3 separate regions of the Rattus norvegicus genome follow, and all the other regions are linked to region 2. A link is a contact called in public Hi-C data. All regions are on one chromosome and are shown on one strand. The core of a region is the stretch at or near the end of the contact, and the rest is flanking DNA. Distances in the headings are between cores, read along the strand shown.

Evidence for each region. Hi-C and Micro-C count contacts between places; a contact is called where the count stands out from the background.
Region 1: a contact with region 2 is called in a Hi-C map of kidney, with 7 times the contacts expected there. The contact joins the promoter of LOC134479278 here to the promoter of Osr1 in region 2. A contact is called at or near these places in 12 of 12 Hi-C or Micro-C datasets (the A7r5 cell line, the Rat2 cell line, Schwann cells and 7 more).
Region 3: a contact with region 2 is called in a Hi-C map of psoas muscle, with 2.9 times the contacts expected there. The contact joins the enhancer-like site here to the promoter of Osr1 in region 2. A contact is called at or near these places in 9 of 12 Hi-C or Micro-C datasets (the A7r5 cell line, the Rat2 cell line, Schwann cells and 6 more).

What each region holds. Positions count from the first base shown.
Region 1 is chr6:38,718,137-38,720,955 of GRCr8, forward strand. It overlaps LOC134479278 (U1 small nuclear ribonucleoprotein 70 kDa-like), which reads right to left and starts at 1,376. Exons shown (of 2, transcript XM_063262716.1): 1 at 1,215-1,376. The coding sequence starts at 1,221.
Region 2 is chr6:38,096,397-38,099,096 of GRCr8, forward strand. Osr1 (odd-skipped related transcription factor 1) reads left to right here and starts at 1,255. Exons shown (of 2, transcript NM_001106716.3): 1 at 1,255-1,959; 2 at 2,631-2,700. The coding sequence starts at 1,295.
Region 3 is chr6:38,919,149-38,921,994 of GRCr8, forward strand. No RefSeq gene overlaps it. Among named protein-coding and RNA genes, the nearest start is that of Rdh14, 45 kb to the left of the region's middle. Within about 2 kb of position 1,278, at least 7 of the 93 cell types and tissues checked have an H3K27ac peak or open chromatin away from gene starts, as enhancers often do.

The DNA of each region.
Region 1 (2,819 bases), core at 126-2,625, 620 kb after region 2:
AAGAATGGACAAAGAGATAGATGATGAAAGACTTTCAAAGTCATGCCACCTTGTAAGCTGGCCTATGTGAGCCGTAATCCTGAAGATATCCTCCCCGGCAACTCATTATAACCTATGCAGAGGAAAGAACATGGCACCAATCTTCATGGCATAAGCCACAAGGCAAATGCAGTGAGAGAAGAAGCATTTCTTTTTGACTTCTGAAAGTTTTTCTATGCAGTACAATAAGAACAGGGCAGGATGATTTTCCTCCACAGATAAAGCAAATATGTCCTCTCAGGCCTCCTTCATGACCCCCCCCCCAACCTTGGTGAACCATCACAGGGAGAAAATTGGTGATTTTAGAAAGGCAGACTGATGGGGAAACCCTAGAGAAAGCTGTGTGACACTCTGGACAAACAACACACAGCTGCCTCCTCCTGGCTCCTTGGGAAATGTCCCTTCAGCAGTGATGAGAAAACACTTTGAAGAATCAAAGGGATAGATTCCCCAGCTGCCTTAACCACTCATTTTTATAACTACCACCAGCAATGAGTTTTAAGAGATAAAAGTTTGTTTGGAAATTCCATTCTCATGCGGACTGTGGTTAAAAGCAAATGGCTCCCCCTTCTCTCATTTTGGCTAGAGATTTATACACCTTCCAAGGCAGCCCAAGTCTTATTTCTACAACTGGACTACTAAGTATCTTGAGGTTACCTCTGACAATAACAAGCTCCATTTCTGGATTGTGGCACTAAGCTCAGACAGTTCAAGAAAATCAGATCAGTTTCGATACCTGAAAAAGTTGGGTCAGAGACCTTGGGAAGGTTTACACTAAATCAACTTGAACATTAACATTACTCAGCTCTTAAAGTTATGCAGGTTCTGAACATCCCCTGGGTTATGAGTGGTTTCAGGCACTAGTGTCTTCTGATATTCAGACACAAGTTTAATATAAAACATCTAATGATGGCAACGCAGGGGAAACAATAGTGTATTCCTGGTGTTAATGCTTTTTAAAAATAAAGTCTTACTTCTTGCAGACATTGCAATGTGCATACACACACACACACACACACACACACACACACACACATGCTAATATGCACACCCTCCATTATGCACATACATATAAATACTCATTTTGCTTGCACACTGATAAACGTCAAGAAGACAAGTAGTTAACAACCATTTCTGCTCTTCATTACCACCACTCTTAGCTTTCATAAACTCACCTGGCATTTATAAGAATAATAGTTAGCACTATGCACAGATTTACAACGAGATGCAAAGGATGATTCTTAGCGTCATCTTCAGTTCAAATTTCAGATGTTGAGTAAATGGAGACCCGAGTGTGGTGGAGAATATAGTTTGTTGATTCCAGTTTCAGCTGGACTAATCTAACCCCTTTCTACACCTAGTTAGAGGAACTCCACAAGCTGTTCAATGGTGCCCCCTTCCTGTCAGTGATGAATTTGACACAGAATAAAAACTGCTCTTTTACAATTTAAAACTAAGAATTGTTAGCCCACATAGAACCTTTGCCAGACAAGTAAAATCAGTCAAGATTCAGGATGTCAAAGAACATAATTCAAAACCATCTTTATCCTGTAACTAGAGGGAAGCAGGAATCCCAGGATTTGGGAACTCAAAATCTCAAAAGACTGACTGAAAGTATGCCCATGGTGTAATGTAGTCTAACAGTACATCAAATGTTATCATAGACATAATCTTTTCACAGTACTGTGACACAAGCTAAGGATTGGAATCTCGATAAATTGCAGGCTTTTAATTATGTGTTCAAACATTGGCAAGGCATAAAATCAATTGCTGGACAACTAAAATGGAATGTAATATTCTCACGGGGTTACAGAGGTATGTTAGATTAAGGATCCCTTTATTCAGAGTGGCACTGTAAAAGATTTCTGTGGACAAAACATCAACTGAGATTGTATGCAAGACAGAAGGGTACCAACTTCAGTCTGAAGGCTGACAGCAGGCACTTTTGTGCAGTAGAGTACTGACTAGTATATACTCAGTTAAATATCATTATTATCTGTTTTCTTCATTCAAACTTCTAACGATACTTACAGAACACCGTTCTACATGGAGCCCCAGAAAAGTAAAAGGCTTTGAAGGAAACTTCTTTCTCCGTATAGTTATAGTGTTTGACAATTAAAACCTATTGCAAAAACAAAGCAGAGGGCATTAATATCCTGAGTCTTGTGAAACAATAGTGCAAAACAGTGCGCCATGCTACTAGATAGCATAAGATAATAAGGAAATAATATACACTTGAACATGTTTTGTTGGGCAAAAGGAAGATGAGAAGAATTAAAATAAACAAAAATGAAGAATTTCTTTAATATTATATAATTTTTAGTTTGGATTTCCGGATTCCCAAGCCTCTACAAATGGGAAGATAAAATTTACAAAGATGATGAGGAGAATCTCAGAATAAATGGAAAAGAAGAAAATCCAACTTTATTTAAAATGAATAAAATAATACTGATATAAACATGCAACTTTACCATTGTATTTATTATATTTTTAAATTAAAATAGAATTATATCATTTTGACCTCTTTTTCCTCTCTCAAACTCCTTTCATGTCCTGCTCTAACTCCCTCTCAAGCTGATGGCCTCTATTTCTTTGATTATTCTTCTTCTACCTGAATGTCCATATGTGTGTGTGTGTGTGTGTGTGTTTGCATGTATGTGTGTGTATGTATGTGTGCATGTATGTATGTAGGTAGGTAGGTATGTAGGTATGTGTGTATGTGTGTGTGTTTGGTCTATGTATGTGTATGTATATGTATCTGTGTATGTATGTGTGTGTGT
Region 2 (2,700 bases), core at 5-2,504:
GACCCTGCTCTGACAAGGATCCCAGCGTTGTCAGTGAACCCCAAGCCTAGAGGCTTCCCAAGGATCGCTACATCTGGCTTCCCTTCATTTTCCCTCTTCCAAGATATAGACCCAAATTAGAAATGTCTGGAGGGACAGAGGAGCTCCCCACTTTCCCATACATCCTGAGGAACTTGACCAAAGTAGTCAGAAGCTGCCAGCTTTGGTGGCCTTGGTCCCTTTGGCATGGCACCCCGACCCTATTCAGGAACCCTGATTTTCTAGTCAGAGAGTAAACAGAGTTCAGCAGTGGAGGCCTGGCATTAGTGTCACACACTGACCTTGCCCAGAGTTCTCACCCTGCAGAAGAAAACTGAACATCTTGCTCCTCTTTGCTATGAGCACATGAATTCCCTCAGTTGGAATTGCAACGGTTTGACGGAGCAAATGGAGTGAAGCACAGATATCAGTAACTTTCTTGAAATGAGGGTAACCTAACCATCAAAGGTTAGGGAGTCCTCAGTAAGCAGCTACCAAGAGCACAGACCCCACTGGATTCACCAATCAGTCTTAAGGTACATTGCAAACTTAGATCCGAGTGGGAGTCTTAAAGATGACCTGATTCTTGTGGCTTCTGGAAACCAAACCAGTTACCCCATGAAATAGGAATTTCTGGTTTCGTTGGCTTAACTTGCAGGAACTGGGCGGTATACGTATTTGAAGCCTCCTGCGTTCTGTACAGGGTTGTCCTATAAAAACACTGGCTGCTCTTCGACTCTGGACCTTCTTGTTGATTCTGCTGCAGAATGAGATAATCTGAATGTGTAAGTGGGGCTTCCTCAGGTTCTGTTAGTACTACTGCTGCGGGACAGTGTAGGTTCCTGTGGCTCTAGGTTTGCCCGAATGTGGATATCCGGTGTCTGCCTGCTTACAGTGTTTGCATCTTTCACAGCTGACAGCAGGCTTTTGTTTTAAGTTGGTTGGATCTGTCTTTAAGGACTTAGTTTCCCACTGATTGCTCTGTCAACATGTATATCTCTGCCAGACACCATTTGGAGGGATTCTGACCATCATGGAATGTTCTGGTCAGACAGCTCTCCTTCGTCTTATGTATTTTGAGGTGGCAGTGGGGTCATGGGTGGGGTCTTTGATTCTCACCTCCTGCATTCCCCAAAGGAGGGGAGAGGGTATAACTGGACTGGAATTCTGGAGGAAACTGACCTGCTCTGAACATCTCTTTGGCTCCCTCCCCACCTTCTCTCTTCCTGTCTTTGCAGATCGATTATTGAAGCCATTGCGGTTACCAGCGACAGAAATGGGCAGCAAAACCTTGCCAGCACCGGTGCCCATCCACCCATCCCTGCAGCTTACCAATTACTCTTTCCTTCAGGCAGTGAATGGCTTACCCACAGTGCCCTCGGACCACCTGCCCAACCTGTATGGTTTCAGCGCTCTTCACGCGGTGCATCTGCACCAATGGACGCTGGGCTACCCAGCCATGCACTTGCCTCGTTCCTCTTTTTCTAAAGTGCCAGGTGCGGTGTCCAGCCTAATGGACGCTCGCTTCCAGCTGCCAGCTTTTCCCTGGTTTCCACACGTCATTCACCCTAAGCCAGAGATCACCGCGGGAGGCAGCGGTGCAGCGCTTAAGACCAAGCCGCGCTTTGATTTCGCTAACCTGGCCTTGGCTGCCACACAAGAGGATCCCACCAAGCTTGGCCGAGGGGAGGGCCCTGGCTCCCCTGCTGGTGGGCTGGGCGCCCTCCTGGACGTGACCAAGCTGTCTCCAGAAAAGAAGCCAACAAGGGGTCGCCTGCCTTCCAAGACCAAGAAGGAATTCGTCTGCAAGTTCTGTGGCCGCCACTTCACTAAGTCCTATAACCTACTTATCCACGAGCGGACGCACACCGATGAGCGGCCTTACACCTGTGACATCTGCCACAAAGCTTTCCGGAGGCAAGACCACCTACGGGACCACAGGTGCGACACTGCAGCACCGCGGGTGGCCCCAGAGGGATCTGTTTCGGCTGCTAAGGCTTGCTGCTTCCCCCTCCCCTTTAAGGTTCCCAAGAGTCTCTAGTGACTGTAAGCATTCCCATACCTCTGGGGATTCTCTCAAACCATAAATGAACTCCTTTCCCCTGCTTTCGCTCCAGGAAAGGTTTTAAAACCGTATGAGAGAAATACGTAGGACCTAAGATCGGGTCTCCACAAGTTCTGGTCTCCTTGCCCCTTTCTCGGTCCTTGAAAACCGTCCAATAGGAGTTCCTGCAAAGACGGAGAGATTTAGGAACGGGCACTTGAAATAGGAACTCAGAAACGTTTTCATTTTAGTTAATTTCATCCAGTTTTAGATTTTAGGAATCTCTTGGGCAGTGCAGATCTAGAAACTGTCTGACGCCTGGTCTGCTGATTGACCTCTAGCATTGACTCAGCCTTTGGGAGGAGGTGCTTACTACTTAATCCCAGAAAGGCTGGTGGTCTATTTGTCCCTCCCTCCTTCATCACCTCACTCCCACCCACAGCCTCTGCAGTCGCTTGATCTTGCTCGCTTTGCCTGTACCCACAAACACCTTAACAGCAGGGGGAGGGGATCTCGGACAGCCATTCATAAACAACATTTGCATTATGTTGTCTGTCTCTACCCTTAGATATATTCACTCCAAAGAGAAGCCTTTCAAGTGTCAAGAGTGTGGAAAAGGATTCTGCCAGTCCCGGACT
Region 3 (2,846 bases), core at 28-2,527, 820 kb after region 2:
TGGTGATTTGGGGGATCCAACTCAGCTCCTCATGCTGGTGATACAATCTTTTTACTGATCGAGCTCTTTCCATCACACCCCAAAAAGTGAGCCTTGATGACAATGCCTTGAACATATTAGAGTATCTGCCCTTCTGCCTGGTATAGCTCTCACCATTTCTATGGTCTCTGAGCAATCTCACTGTGTTAATCAGTGAACAATAAATGCTTGTTGCACACTTTGTCCAGACCAAGCATACTCTAGCATCCCATTTTCATTCCTGCCTAACCTATCAACATTTGAATACATGGCCTCTCCTCTACTGCAAGTGCAGTGGGATGGGAGCTAAGAATTACTGAAACTTCTTTTCCCACTTCCGTATAACCCCCGCTATCTTGACTCTAATTGCTTTGAAGCTGAGTTGTAATTAGTGTCTTCCCCAGTCTTTAACAATTGGCCTGGTGAGGATTGCTGCATTTCTTAAGCAGCCATAGCCAGGGGCACATATCAGGTAGTTATTGTACTCCTAAACCCAACCAGGTAGCTGAAGCCCAGAAACTTGTACAAGGCTGGGAGGTTAGAGAGAGGGCTTTTGGGGAGGACTGGCCCACTTGATCCAAGGCCCAAAGCTAGATCCCCTGTCCTTGAGGTCTTTGGTTTCAGACCCTGCTTGAGAGAACAAAGGAGATTTCAGTTGTCACATCTCTGCAGCCCTGAGCTGCTCTGTTTCCTAACTTGGCTGCCTTTCCCATGTGCTGTTTCCCATCAAATACCTCCCCCCTTCCCCTCAGATGATTGGTTGAAATTAAATATCCTAAAATTACACTGAAAGGGAGTGTGTGTGTGTGGGGGGGGGGGAAGCTAATACGAAATTTTAATCAAAATACAAGCTTAACAGTTCCCAGTCTTTGAAATTCGAAGCAGACCTGAGGTCCATGGAGATGTCCCAACTTGTCTCAGGTGTGAAGTTAGCCAATGGATGGTGCAAAACAGAATGAATTGAAAAGGGGGTTTTCTAAAAACAGTGAGGTCATCTTTCCCTTTCCGCAGTGGACATGACTGGAGGAATCGGTTCCCCAAGAAAAGGGGTCTGGGGGCTTCTCCCCATCCCCATCCCCATCCACAAAAGCTTAAAGTGCTTTGCGGAGGACCAACAAAGGAGTTTGGAGGAAGGCCAACCCTCACAGAAAGAAGCGGACATGCGCGCCCTCTGGTGGACGAAGCTCCGTTAGCCTGCACAAGATGGTATTTCTCGCTGGATTAACTCTATAAATAGACAGATGATTTATTAAACAGATTTGAGGCTCATTTGAGGCACAGGGCCATGATTGCTTCAGGGCTCAAATAAGGGAGTGCTTAGGACCTCTCTTCTCCTGAAGACACCTGGACTTACTTAGCGTGATCTACATTGCAAGTGCACTGGACACTGTTGGCTCCGTTGCTCCCAGCCAGGAGATGCCAAATTCCTCCTATATAAAAGGAGCTTTAGTAACTCAAGCAAAATAAGCACACTTTCCCCCCACCGCCTTCCCAGAGACTAAGGCGGCAGGGTTGCTGGGAGGATACACAATACCTTGTTACAAACCATGTAATGTTTTAAAAAGTATCTATCTGACAGCCTTGGCTAAAGCCAGATCTTCTATCTCGATTACTTCAATATGTCAGGTCCATATCGCACCACTGCATCCAGGATTTCAGAGCCAAGACCTCTGTCTTGTCCAACCTTTCCATCTGGAAGCAATGAGCTTAATATTCTGGCTCTCCCCCCATAAAAGCTATGTCACAAAAAAGTAGCAGCATGTGAACTGCTCCCCTCCCCCAAGACACACTGGGACTCCTCATCCCCTGTATGCTCTCTTCAGTTACACTGAAAGACCATCCCACCTCTCCCCTCCCCATAAACCAGAATCTGCCTGTAACAGCATAGTACCAGGAGAGAAGGAATGAATTGACAATCATTTACACTTTAATCCCACTTTTGACATTTTGAGAGATGCAGCTTAAAAATATACTTGAGGCTTAGGGACTCCCTCTGTCCAGCTGTGTTCACTAGAGAAGAGACATCCCCTTCCTTTCATGGATCCTACTGCTTCTGGTGTCCCACTGGAGACCCAGATTTCAAGCTTATTTCATATTGAGCTTTTCCTTCTGTGTTGATAAAGGTCATCACCATCACTAAGTTCTGCGGTTGGTAGTTCCCAGTGATAACAGCCTTCCTTGTTTTATATGTTTGATTCGTGCATTCATTCACTTTTTTGTGTGTGTGTATTTGGTTTCCGATCGAATGCCTAGCAGCTTCTTTTGTATGTCTTCTGTTTCACTGCAAAATCACATGGGTGTCTGGTTCCCAGCGCCTGTGTTGTGAGAAAGGACAACCTCGGCTCTGGAACAGTTAGGTGGGTGGTCCCCATAAGCCACTGCTGCGTTTGATTCTTCGGGTGGTCAATAAGCACAGGTAGGTGCTGGTCATTCTCGGTCTACACACCGAGAATGGTGGAAACGAAGTCCGGGAATGTGTGTGCCGGAACAAGTCACCGAGGAAAAGCCATCTGCGCATGTTCAAAGTCAGGAGACTGGAAGAGCTAGATCAGTGGCAGCAAATGATGCAATGCACAGAGCCAGGGGGAAACCATGGGAACTGCACCGAGAACTCGGGGCTTTGCCTGGAAATGATATAATGCTGCTGTTCACCCTCCAATGAATCTGAGTCCTGGAGTTCTGGAAGATTAGTGTAGCTGGAAATCACCCTCCTGCTGAGCTCCCTGGGCTTTGGCTACTTTTCTGTTCTCCTTCAGCTGGAAGCTTCTAGGGGCAGAGGTCAGCTTTCCTGTGTTGAATCTTTAGGGAAGGGCCTCTGGATCCTGGGA